Linked DNA regions of Lactuca sativa: region 2 is linked to region 1. The links are chromatin contacts, called in public Hi-C maps. All regions are on one chromosome and are shown on one strand. Each heading gives the region's core, a stretch centred on a gene start, on an enhancer-like site or on the middle of the called end of the contact. The rest is flanking DNA. Distances are from core to core; before and after follow the strand shown. Region 1 holds the start of LOC111889083 (increased DNA methylation 1). Region 2 holds the start of LOC111889084 (type IV inositol polyphosphate 5-phosphatase 7).

The links. Hi-C and Micro-C count contacts between places; a contact is called where the count stands out from the background.
Region 2: a Hi-C map of leaf shows a contact between it and region 1, with 7 times the contacts expected there. The contact joins the promoter of LOC111889084 here to the promoter of LOC111889083 in region 1. A contact is called at or near these places in 3 of 4 Hi-C or Micro-C datasets (leaf and seed).

What each region holds. Positions count from the first base shown.
Region 1 is chr7:101,399,446-101,406,606 of Lsat_Salinas_v11, reverse strand. LOC111889083 (increased DNA methylation 1) reads right to left here and starts at 4,064. Exons shown (of 8, transcript XM_023885216.3): 1 at 2,756-4,064; 2 at 2,562-2,679; 3 at 2,416-2,477; 4 at 1,471-1,709; 5 at 1,289-1,375; 6 at 1,102-1,201; 7 at 609-822; 8 at 1-518. The coding sequence starts at 4,063. The coding sequence ends at 58.
Region 2 is chr7:101,770,731-101,777,891 of Lsat_Salinas_v11, reverse strand. It overlaps LOC111889084 (type IV inositol polyphosphate 5-phosphatase 7), which reads right to left and starts at 3,712. Exons shown (of 11, transcript XM_023885219.3): 1 at 3,175-3,712; 2 at 2,968-3,055; 3 at 2,726-2,773; 4 at 2,521-2,605; 5 at 2,320-2,424; 6 at 1,469-2,240; 7 at 1,182-1,375; 8 at 974-1,082; 9 at 757-905; 10 at 442-680. The coding sequence starts at 3,204. The coding sequence ends at 458.

The sequences.
Region 1 (7,161 bases), core at 2,815-5,314:
TTTTATACAAGATCATTCGTGTCCTTTGTAAGATGATTCTCAATTTTCTTAACAGAATCAGACATTCCCGTTGGTAGCATCCCTCCCATCCTTCACATCATTTTCTTTTGCCATTGACACAGAACCAGATTCCTTTCCCAGGAATTGGAGGTCTGATTCCAATGGAGTATCGGTCACATTGCCATTCCGCAGAACAACGGAATTGGAAACAGAGTCCTTTTCCGTGACTTGAAGTTGAGGTTCACATATTATTACATTGGAATCGGAATCAGTAATTCCAGGGGCAGTTTCATTGCTATTCCGCAAATCAGTTCTTTCAACCCTGGAACCAGTCTTATTCCCACGTTTTACAACATTGGAATCGGGTTCGGAATCGCCATTCCGGATAGAAGTGTTATTCAATTCCGATTTCTTTCCCTTATTGTAGTCTTCCACCTCAACACCCTTCTTGCCTACACCACCATTAAAGAAACTCACGGGGCGTTTGGTTCGTAGAATGTTTTTGGAAGGAATGGAATCTGTCAAAGGAATCATAATCTATCACTGTGTTTGGAATAAAATTCAATAGAAAAAAAAAAGAATTAAGAATTTTCTATTTAAATCTAAACCTTTTTTTGAAGTCATGTTGGTTTCTAGAGTGCGTTTTTTTATTAGTTGCTTTTGCAACATATCTGTTCCAGGAAACACCATCATATTGAATGACTTCATTTCTTGTTTGCATGATTCTTCAAGTGGTTTAAACCCAAAAGCATTAGTCCATGTATCCATGTGTTCTTCAATGGCAGGAATAACCAATTTCTCTACTTTGAGGGACGTGAGAGCCTGAAAAATAGCAATGTACTTCTCTTTATTTATTTATTATAATTATAATTATAATATCCTACTTTTGTTACTTCCTATTAGATCATTGTGCTTTGAAAAATCTACTCAATGCTATAATTGAGTAGATATTTCAAAGTCCAATATTTAATAAGAAAAAGTACAATGTGCTAAAAAGTAGTTTTTTCACTTTTTTCAAAGTACAATGAATTAATAATAATAAAGAAATAAATGAAAGTAGGTTGCTATTTCTTGAATTTAACCCAAAAAAAAAATGCTTACGGATTCAATAGCATGCAATAGGCGGCGACACATCCCTTGGCGTCTGTATATATCGCGGGTCCCAATAAAAGGCATCTCAGCTAGTTGGGTTCCATGGATCCTAAGGCACATATAATATCTATCAAATATAAGTTCACAAGGTCCAATCACAAAAAAGGGCATTTACGTCTTTTTCAATTTTCACTACCTGATTGATGCAGCACATATCATTTCATCGCCCCTCTCCAAAATGGCTGTGAAGAAGCCACTATAGTTTAACCGGCTAATATTTGATCTATAAGAAGAAATTTTATAAAAACAAATATGTAAGATAAATAAACGGAGATTTTGTACAATTTGAATGTAAATATGGGCTAAAAGTAAACTTACCCACAATTATAAACAACATTATGGATTAGATTGATCCCACTTCTCCTATCAACAATAGGCAAAAAACACTCATCCATGACTAATAAAGCAATTGCTATTTTGGAGATGCATTCGGCTCTTTGATAGAAATATAAGGATGACATGTCGGGTAATAGATCAGATCGATGGATAAGAGACCATGAGAATCCGGAATCTAATTCATGTTTCATCCAAAGAAGCTTCTGTAAGCGTGTGTATAGCTGCAAAAGTATTGGATTTTGTTATTGAAACACGATTAAATGCAAGAAATAGCAATGTACTTTCATTTCTTCATATTACAGCATTTTTTACCTTGCAAAAATTACCTAATGCAACTTTCGTTACTATAATTGAGTAGATTTTTTAAAGCATAATGTGCTAATAAGAAAAAAAAAAAAAAAAGGAAGTATAATGGTATAATTGGGTATATTTTTTAGACAAAATTTCACAAATGGTCCTTATGGTTTTCATTTTGTTCCGAAAAAAGTCCTTATGAGATCTTTTTTGCATGAAGGATCCCTATGGAGTAAACCTTGCACACAAATGGTCCTTATGACTAACTTTGTTAACAGATTTTGTCAAGTGTTTGTGAAATGACAAAAACACCCCTATTTTTGTTTTTTTCCTGATTTTGTATGTTTTGTCATTTTTTAAAACTTAAGGGACCAAATGTGTAAACTGTTAAGAAAATGAACTATTAGCCCAAACATCAATGGGCTATTAACTTTTTAACTAAACTTAAGGGACCAAAAAGGTGGGACATAGACTAGCTCTCAAAGTGGAAAAGACGTTAATGCCCTCTTCATCCACATCATTGGGAATAAGAATAACCCTAGAAGGGAACCTTTCACAACTCTAGTTTTCAGCATATAAAGTCTCAATCCAAGTCATATTCATCAAGATCCATAAAAATTGGAACTTTAATACCTCTTGGCATTTTCTCCCACAGAAACAAAACATATCCATCTCACCACTGCATGATTTATGATCTGCAAGAGTAAAACTTGTCTTTCAACCAAACCTAAAACCCTAAAAAACAAACATAAACAAAAATTAAAGGCTCCTTATATTACATTTTTTCTCACAAAGGCGACATGTAAGAAGTGAACTGGAACTTCCAGTTCTACCACTGTCCTTATTGCAATATTTGCATGCACAATTTGGACAATGCCAATCACCTTCCGGAAGCATCTGAAACAATTTTGGACTAAACATGGTAAAAATCAGAAACCATAGGGACTATTTATGTAATTTTCTCAAATCTTACCTGCATATCCAAGCAGCTCAGGTGAAAAGTTGATGGGCAACCATCACAGCAGATCAAATCCCCACCATCTCCACATAAACCACAAGTATCATCATCAGGATCATCACCTTCAACATCTACAACATGAAACCCTTTTCTTTCTGACTCTTTTTGTTTATTCCAACCATCTATCTGACACTCCATTAAAGACCTACCCGATTGGATAAAAATGTTCTTCAATGGCTGCCCGAGTTTGCTGCCCGCATGAAGTTCAAATCTCAAAACTGTCACCAATTTGCTACAGCAACCACAATGGATTCCATCTTCAGTTATCCATCCTTCTTGCATTACACGTGTCCTTCTAAGGTTCTTATATTCCACTTTTTCACCCACAGAAACCATTCCAGAGTCAATTAACCATGAAATCAAGTTCCTTTTTCCTGAATATGGAATAAAATCATTCTTTTCTGAATCTAAACCCTTTTCAGATCCACGAACAACCAATGTTCTTCTGCCAATCATTCGGCTTTTGCTTTCATGTAAATTATGGGGATTAGTATGAGCATGAACACCATCTTTCTGAGGTGTTTCCTTGTGAGGAGAATCATCACTTGAGTAGCCACTACTGTCTTCACTTGCTTCCTTCAGATAACAGTCAAGCTTCTCTTTGTTCTGGTCAATGGATCTAAACTGTGTAGACTTTTTTACCCTTTTAGGCTTCCTAATGTTGTCTTCATGTCTTCTACTCTTTTCAAGTTCTCTTTCGATTTTCTTTTGTGTTTGACGTGTTAATTTGTTAAGTATCTCATTGGGTAATGGTGTAAAGTCTCCCTTAGCTACCGTATTCTCTTTCTCTTTCTCTTTTTCTTCCTTTTTGAGTGCATCATAAGCCTTGGTTATAGACCAATAAGCAGTTCCAGAAGGACTAATATATACAGAATCAAGATAATCTCTGGTTCTTCTTGGTCTATAATCAATCGTCCATCCAGCACCCAAAAGCATTGTTTTAATCTTCTCTCTTAACAATTGCTTTTCAGTGAAATTAGGTCGCTTGATCTTGCTTTCCTTGTTACTCTTAGGTGCATTTGACTTTGATTGCATCACTGTTCTCTTCTTTCTAGATTCATGTTGACCATGGATGTTATGGGACAAGCTCAGCCTTTTCCCATCAAGATTCTGACTGTTACCTATATGTGAAAGACCCACTTGTTTATGTTTATTTTCCATCAAAACACCATTTTTACCTTGCAACCTGACTGATTCTTCAAGGTCTTCCTCGTCTTCTTCATTCTTAATTGATACAGATAACCCTAATTCATCATTGTCCATTGCATACCCACTACTTTTGCACCTTTGGCACCATTGTTTTCTGAATCAAGATCCCTTTTCCTATGAATTATCATCCTACCACTACCACTTGCAGATTCCTTTTGGTCCCCATTTTGCCTATATAACCTATCGTTATTAACATCCATCCTCATCCTCCTCTCATCCACTTCATCGGACTCATCATCTAACCTGTTGTGAACCTTTTTCTCAGTTTGGAGATCTTTATTTTCCACTAAACCACTTCTGTAAGCATCCGATGTATTTCGGAATTTATGAACTTTGCGGGGAAGAGGTGGGTCTGGTAACTCATCTGACTCGGAATCACTCAGAACGACTCGGGATCTCTTTCTATCTTTATTGGAATTGAACATTTTCCTAGGAGAGGAATCACTAAACCCTACAACTCCTAAGTCGAATGCTGCCTTATTTTTAACAATTAAACGTTCATAAGAACTTTCTATCTTTACGACAGCTCCTGAATGCTCGGATTCCCTCACATCTTTCATCTCATCAAGCATAAACGAACAACAAATTCCGCCATGATTCCATCAACACAGATGTAGCAGATACACTCATATTCCACAAATTCTCAAGACCTAGGTTCAAAAGTTTCGAAAGAACATATATCGCAAACAAAAAACCTACAAAATCGAAACCGTAGAGATGTATCGGAATGCCAAGTTTCGTTTCACCTCAAATTTAGTCGATTTCAAGCATAATTTCCAGCAGTAATCGTCGATCGAAAGGTTTCGATTATCCAGCCCTGTTTACATCGAGGGATTTATCAGATAGATGTCTCGGGCGTGTGTGAAAACTGAAAAGTGAAACACAAACAAATGGCTCGGATTTTTTAATTTTGATTCATTATTATAAAAGTGGGTTATAACTTATGGAAATCACTGTAAATATGTTTAGTATTTTTTATTATACAAGACAAAAATAAGATTAAATGTCAAAATAGTAAAAAAAAATGTATTTCAGATTGTAAGTAAAGTTGGATGAATTTGATAAGTTAAAAAGAAAATGACTATGCATTTGGTTGCATCAAATCTTTCCCTAAAAAAACTTATTGTGGGAGAGATAGCTTGAGGGCTCAACACTTACCGGATGCCTTTTGTGGAGAAGGGTCTGATGTTGTCACAGATCTCATACGTGCTATCACTTCAGTGGTTAATTTATGGTTAGCGGGAAGATATCCAAACATTTTGGCAGAGTTTGTTACGTTCGCCCCTCTCACGCCTCTGCTTAAACCTGACAACAGGATCCGTCCAATTGCAGTAGGCATTATATGGAGATGTCTGGTTTCCAAGGTTGCCATGAAAGGTGTGGGTAAAGAAATGGCCAAGTACCTTAATGATTTTCAGTTCAGCGTTGGTGTGTCCGGCGGTGTTGAGGCTGTATTACACAGTGTCAATAGGGTGTTGAGTGAACACCATGTTGATGGGTCTCTTGTAATGCTGATTGTGGATTTCTCGAATGCCTATAACCTGGTGGATATATCAACATTGCTCCACGAGGTTAAGAAGATGTGCCCTTCCATTTCTTTATGGTTGAATTTCTTGTACACGCAAGCAGCGAGACTTTATATCGGAGACCAACATATATGGTCTGCCACTGGGTGCAGCAATGAAACCCCTTGGGCCCTCTTCTTTTTGCCCTCGTTTTGCACCCGCTTGTGCACAAGATTAGAAACAATTATAAGCTCCTTCTCCATGTTTGGTATCTAGATGATGGGACTGTCATTAGGGATTCAGAGGAGGTGGCTAGAGTGTTGAGCATTATTTGGTTGCATGGTCCAGGCTTGGGTCTTGAGTTGAACATCAAGAAAACGGAGATTTTTTGGCCCTCCTGTGATGGTAGGAAGCTTTGTGCCGATTTATTCCCAACGAATATAGGGAGACCTTCTTTGGGGGTGAAGCTCCTTGGGGGGCTGTTAACAGAGACGCAGGGTTTATTAACGGGCTGACCATGAAGAGAGTGGTCAATGTTGTTGATTTGATGGGCCTTCTTCCACAACTATGTGACCCGCAGAGTGAGCTCCTTTTGCTTCAATCATGTATGGGTATTGCAAAACTTTTCTTTGGTTTAAGGACAAGCCAGCCGGTACACATAGAAGATGCAGTTTTGTTCTTTGACAAAGGATTGCGCAGGTCTATCGAGGATATGGTGGTAGGTGTAGGCCCCTTCTTTGGAGACATTCAGTGGCGGCTGGCTTCCTTACCTATTCGTTTCGGTAGTTTGGGTTTGTACTCGACATACGAGGTTTCCTCCTACAAATTTGTAGCCTCGAGGGTCCAATCTTGGGCATTACAAGACCACATCTTACATGACAATGACGTATGTGGTATGGATTCGGATTACCTGTGACATCCCCATTTTCACGGCCAGAAAATACCGATTTTGTTTATGCTTTATAAAAATCTGAGTACCACTTTTAATAAAAATGTTGGGGAATTTATTCCCAGAAAATCATGATAAATATGTTATCAAAGCATTTTCGAATAAATGTATTTTTTTTATATTCATTTTAAAACATTTGGGATGTCATCATCAATATAAAAAGCTAAGCATAAACAGAACTTACATTCATTATCACTAGTGATTTATATCTCCTTAATCTCTTAGTGTAATGTGACTTCATATCAACACCTGTGATATAAATAAACTAAGTGGGTCAGGTTAGGAAACATGGTGAGTACATAGGGTTTTTTAACCCACAATAATATAGTTAACTTGTTTCTTCACATAATACATGTCAAACAATTAACCCGATTACTCATCCCCATTTTCTTCATTTGACATTCCCTAAAGTATTACCTTAAGGTTCATCTCCTATGTCGTATTTACCTCTCATCTCTTTACATCGCATTTCCTTATATGTTCGTTCCTAAGGATCATCGCCTACATCACACAGACAATAATGGTTCGGGGATTACTCCCTCAATACACACCTAGTAAGGGTTGGAGTATCATCGCATGAATACGTAGTTACAACATTGCCTGAACTCGTAATTCAGAGTAAGGGTTAGAGTATCATCACATGAATACGTAGTTACAACATCACATGAACTCGTAATTCATCACCTACAGGTTATGAG
Region 2 (7,161 bases), core at 2,463-4,962, 370 kb before region 1:
TCCTGAGACCGATATCACCGAGACAAAAAATGTGGTACAGGGTCGGACAATGTATGGTTAAAAGACGTAAATACCCTCCTCATCCTTTCATCGAAAATAGCCTTAGAAAACCTGTTCAGTCTCGTCCAGTCTAACAAATGCAATTTGTTAGATGGGATGAAATTGGACCGGACTAAACAAGCTTTTAAGAGAAATTCTCGATGATAAGGATGAGGGGGGCATTTAAGTCTTTTGCACACACGAGAGATCGAGATCGTGACATTGTCCCACCTTGTAACACATTTTTGTTCCATTGACATCAGTCTGTCTCGGTTACAGTCCAATGCACAATATAAACTATTATGTCCAATATTGCGTAACAAAGGGGGGTTTAAATTTAAATATTTATGATGAAAATGATTAAATGAAGATGAAGGGAAGCAAGAGCATATACATACATACCATTTGGTGTGATTGGTTAGAAAAAGCAGAGTTCAGTGTAGCCATTTGCATAAGGCAAAAGCTCCTCCACCTCAATCCTAGAGCCAGAACAACTCATGCTTCTTCTATAACGGCTATGAACTAATTCAACTTCAGCCCAAAATAAGCTGTATACTGGCCTATGATCTGAAAACCTCGATTCACCACGAACATATGATAACTGATGTAGACCTCTTCCATACCACAAGATTCTATCACACCTTCACATTCAAATAATTCTCCATTATATATAAATCATTCATTCATTCATTCATACAAATAATCCTTAATCCCTACCATGCAGGTGTTCTTCTTTTCTCCTTATGGTGCAAGTTATCCCCTGTATATCGATCTGAATTAGTTAAGTATTTGTATGTTGGAGGGAAATATATCTTCCCTTCATTCCATCCTTGAAACACACGCCCTCTTCTTTGTTCAATTCGCAGCTGCAATAAGAAATTAAAAATCAATCAGCTGACAAAAATGTTTGAAAGTAGAACATGATGTTGCATACCTGGTCTTTTTCCAACAATGCCCTCCAATTTTGCATCTCAACAAGTGCTTTTGCTGAGCGGTAAGAGAGGGCGATTCGGTAATTCAGATCCCCAAGCCATATAATCCGACTGAAGTGAATGTAGAAATTAGCTTTATCAGAATCTTATTAAGAGTATAAAAGTTGGAACAATAAGAAAAAAAAATTGGAGGATAATTTGTGTGCTTACTCGTGTTCGAGTATTGTCTCTGGGGATTTATCCTCTGTTATGCCCTGGACACGTGGAAATCTTGTTTTTTTAACAATTTCCATGAAATCAGAATTTCTTCTTAGTTCATCACCCTCTTTTTGTCCAGAAGTCAAATGACTACACACAAAGCAAAAACTTGTTTGATGCAACAACATACTCACGGATACGGATCCCTGCAAATAAATACAAAATACAAAATCAATACCCGTTGTTTCATTTCAATTTTTTTTTATAAAAAAAAAAAATATGTCCATAGAGATTAATACCTTATTTCCAAGATAACCCATCAATCCTCTACCAACACAAGACACTTTGATGTTTCCAACATGTTCTCTTAATTCACTCTTCACCCACACCGCAAGAAAAACACCAACCATTTGTTTACTTGCAACCAAACAATAACTTGAATGGGTGGGCCCCACTCTATACCCATCTTCAACACTATTGGCTCCCCAATTTGACATTGGTGAGAAAGAATTCCCATTACCATTAGGATTAGGTATATCTTCCATGGGGCCATAATCATCATAATCACTTGGTCTTTGGCTCCACGAGTAATTACTCGGCCGCTGACTAGACGAGTAGTCACTCGGTCTGTAACTACTGTTACAGACCGAGTAGTCACTTGGTCTGTGACTGTGACTGGCCGAGTAATCACTCGGCCTGTGACCGGATGACGAATAGTCACTCGGTCTGTGACTCGAGCAGTCAGATGGTCTCGGACCAAAGATTGCTCGGTCACAAACACTGTATCGCCGCTCAAGATGAGTCGGCGGTGTTGACTGGTAATTTTCATTTTGAGGTGCTTGAAAAGAACGACGATGATAAAATGAGGAGTTTTTGTGTCTTGTTGATCCTTCAAAATCAGCATCATATTCAGCCACCGGATCGGGAACAGGTGAAGGTGTGTAGCACCCGTTTCCGCCACCTGGACGGTTGTTTAGGGTTCTGTGTATTAGAGATAACCATCTTTTTGCAGGGCCGTTGTCTTCAGCTCCTAAAATATTGGCTGCATTTAGAGGAACTATTTCTTGAAATCTGAAGGTATAAATCAAGAATTGAAGTTAGTTATCTAGAATTCAAATCTCATAAGTCAAAATAGAAACTTGAATCATACCCAAGAACGTAAATGTCAGAAGGAGGAGCAGCATGTAACCAATCATCAAGATTCATTTTGTTGGAAGGGGATTTTCCTCCTACGTTCCATGTAGCTGAAAAAATGCTGTTTCAAGAATTCAAAGGTCGAAAATAAGTAAATGATTATTAGAAATCATAAGTGGAAAGTCAAAAAGGGGGAATAAATATGAGTTAAGGATACCTATAGTTCTGTATGTTTATGATCTGAGGGTGGTCAAGATCAACTGTTGACCACCTACGAGCTTCTGTACTCCTGCTGGATTTTTCTGTTCATTGAAGTGATATATACCATATGTTAATCATTTCACCAATCAATGAATGATGGATTGTTTAACTTCATGACTTTGATTGTATCGAGAAAAAAGTATGTTGAGAATTTTTTTTACCTGTTTTGGTTTTCTTGATTGCAGGGGGTTCCCTCTCACAGAAGCTACCTGTGATCATATAGTATGAAGCTTTTCAGTTACCAAATTAGTGAAATTGAAACAGTTACCTGCTTCTCTTTTCTTAAACATGAAATGATTACCGAAATTTTGGAAGAAGAATTGAAACAAACAGTTGGTGTGCAAATAAGAAACAACAAAATTAGTGACTTTGTTTGAAAATATTTCGCCTATTAGATACGTACCTCCACAAACAACATTATCGGTTTGAGATTCATCGGTTTTGCTCTTGATATTGAACCATTTTCGGACCAGTTTCTTCGACCAAGAGAACTTCAAAGACGAGAAAAACAACGATCAGCCACAAAAACCCATACAGTAAAACAAGAATTAAACTCGAAAAAGTTCATCTTATGAATGAATTAGAATCAACAATCAAGTAAAATTAAAACCTTGTTGCTTTTGGAATTCGCATCCCTCATTTCTTCTCCCTACCAATTCATGCAGACTGAAATCTACTCGAAACCAATTCACCCTCCTCGGTTCAGAAACACGTATTGTCGGCAAACCCCTGAGTTAATTAACACAATGTTGATCCTTATAACTGCTGCGGCGTGTGTAGATATGAAATCTTTATATGTAATAAAGACAGGGAACCCAGAGAAATTAAGGGCACGAGGATCAAAGAGGGACAATCTTCTTTAATGCGTGGAAGTGAGATTAGTTAGATTCCGAGGCAAACATTAAAGTGAGAGAGTTTCTTTCTCCAGACATGCCCTCGTTCTTCGCAGCAACAAAAGAAGGAATCGAGGATTTTGAATGGAATAAAGTGCAGGGAAGGACAGAGGAATGGCAATGTTTCTCAGGGCCGGCCCAAGGTGGTGGGGGCAAAGTGGGTCAACTGACCGGAAACAGCTGCCCTGTGAATCAATGGGATCACCAACAAAATACGGTGGCCATTTGGTTTTCCAACCAAAGTTAAAAGCAAATTACAGATAATGGAGAAAGGATGAAAACAGAATATATGTAATTTAATGCAACCTCCCCTATATTTATGACAAATTTATATATAAAAATCTAGTTTTTTTTAATAAAAGATATTTTTTTAAAACTGAATTTTGCTTATATATATATATATATATATATATATATATATATATATATATATATATATATATATATATATATATATATATATATAGAGAGAGAGAGAGAGAGAGAGAGAGATTTAAATGTTTCTCAAATCTATTGTGCTAGAATGCATCAATAGGAATTTAGTATTAATTATATGTATATTAAATGCTATCCATACTTATAAATCATTTTTATGGAAACTAATTAAATTCATCATTAATGTTAACAATAATATTCTTTGAGAATGAATTCATATCTAAAAGAATGAGAGTGTATTTCAGCAGAATTAGAGTGTATTCTAGTAGAATACACTATCGTTTTTCATATTCCATACAAATTTATTGTATTTTAAGTGAGTGAGTCCTGAAACAAAATACGAACTCATATATAAAAACCTAGATGCGAATTCATTCTGAAAGAATGGTATTGCTGACATTAATGACGGATTTAATTAGTTTCCATAAAAGAGAATTATAATTATGGATATCATTTAATATACATATAATTATGGAAATCATTTAATATCTATATTTATTTAGTTAAATAATTATCTAATTTACTCAAATTCTATTGGTGCATTCTAGCACACAATAAATGTAATAAACAAAATAACATAGCCTTATACATATATATATATATATATATATATATATATATATATATATACATATATATATATATATATATATATATGCCGTTGAAATTAAAATAAAATAGAGATCTTACGATTCAATCTCGGCTACATATTTTACATCTGTCGCTCTAACCCTCTGGCATACCGGCGCGACATGTCTAGTATAATCATAAATGATTATACAGTGGCGCCTGTTCCTTTCTCCTCCGCCATCATAACCGCCACCACCACCATCACTATCACACCTTTAACACCAACCGACCCCACCACTATCACTCCCGTTACTTATACTACTGTCACATCTGTCGCCACCACCTCTTCACTAACTGTCATAATCATTTATGATTACTCAATCTGTAAACAGACATATATGTATAATCATTTATGATTAGGCATATACGGATAAACATGTATAACCCTATATGATTATACCTCTCTGACAAATAATCATTTATGATTAGGCATACCCCGTTGTTGCCGGTACGCTGGAGCATTAGAACGACAAATAATCTCTATTTTTTTTAATCTCAAGTGAACCGTCCCGTATATATATATATATATATATATATATATATATATATATATATATATATATATATATATATATATATATATATATATATATATATAGTTAGGATCATATTAGACCATCATATTTTGTGAGACATAAGAGTGCAATCCTAGCCATTCATTTTGGAGATAAAAAATTAAAATACAAAATAAATGAAAATTTTCATTTTTTTAAAAAATATTATTTCCGTCATTTTTTATTCTAAATAAATAAATATATAAATTACTGTTTTTTTTTCAAAAAATATATGAAATATTTTAACTGAATATGATACTTTAAATATTCAAATTGAATTTTTAGAATGTTATAATATTATGCGAGAGTATTAAACTATAAATATTAAAAAAAGTTCTAATAGAATATTAGAATATTCTAACAAATCTAAAAATTCAAGTAGAATATTAGAATATTTTAACATATACACCAATTTTAGTAGAATATTAGAATATTCTAACATTCTAAAAATTCGATTTGATTATTTACAGTGTAATATTCTATTTGAATATTTCACTCATATTAAAAAACAACGATGCTTTTTTAATTTTATTTATTTATTTATTTATTTATTTTGGATAAATTAAATAATGAATATAATATTTAAAAAAAGAATTTTTGGAATTTTCTATTATTTTGCATTTAATTTTTAATTTTTTAATTTTTTTGATATCCAATATGAGTGGCTAGGATCGCGTCCTCATGTCTCACAAAATAAGCATGGTCTCAGATGAATATATATATATATATATATATATATATATATATATATATATATATATATATGTGTGTGTGTGTGTGTGTGTGTGTGTGTATTTATATATTGATATGGACATATTTAGTTATAAAATTCATGCATTATCTTAATACTTTATGTTGATTTTATCTCATTTAATGAATTAAAGGTGCTTAATTAACTTAAATATTTCATTTTAGCAATAATGACATGTTCGGATGGAAAAGGAAGTAGAACTAGTGATTGGAGGCTTGGATCTTGGATTTTGAAGATAGAAAGATGTTGCTGGACAACTTGACCCCTCATCAGTGTTTTGGTTATATCTCATGAACTGTAACTCTGATTGACGAGATTCAAAATGTTCTGAAAACTAGACACAATTTCGGAAAACTTTCGTGTTTTGAGAAAATGCTGATTCCAAACAGACTCGATGAGTCACGTTGAACTTTTGTGATTCTGGAGTCGTTGACTTGCCGTACATGGGTTTTAAGTGACGGACTCGCCGAGTAGGTCACTGGACTCGACGAGTCACCTATGTTTTATGAAAATCTATATAAAGGGCATTCCTTCCCGATACCCTAGCAGATAGATGAACCCTTGGAGGCCAATTGTCGACTAAAGGTGCTGCTGGAGCGTGGGAAGCGACGGAATCAACCCTACATTCAATTTTAAGGAGAATCAAGGCAAAATCAAGTTTACTCTTTACCTAATCTCTTGTTTGAACTATGTTTTTACCAATTGATTTCGTTTTTGAGCTTGTTTCTGTTGTAATCATGAGCTAAAACTCATACCTTCTGTTTAGGATAGATGATTTTGTGATTATGGTTTGATTTTATGGCTAGGATTAATTTTAATTGGTGATATTGTTTTGTTAAGCTTGTTAAAGAACCTCATATGTTAATAACAACTATTCTCTGTTAATAAATCAATAATTAAGTTGTATGAACATCTCTTAGTTATAAATTTCATATGATTTATGTGACCACATAGTTATATGTCTAGGAATAACGGATGTGAAACTAGAATTAACTAGAAGATAGGTAAATTAATGTGTGAGCTTGTGTGATACACCATCAACAAGAGGTTAATTGATTCACCAATTTGATTAGCTAATTACAAGTCTTACTTAACCCGAATCAATAAACTAGGAAACTCATTGGTTTGATCAACTGATCACCGCTTGAATTAATTTGTTTTCTAAGGATTAGTAATAGCGAACGTGAACCTAATCACACTAATCGGTATGTCACACCCCAAAACCGAGAACGACAAAATACGTTCTGGGGTGGAGGACGTCATGTACAGTATAATAACAATGCATAATAGTAAAAGCAAGCAACAACATCCATTGCATTAATATAATAAATATA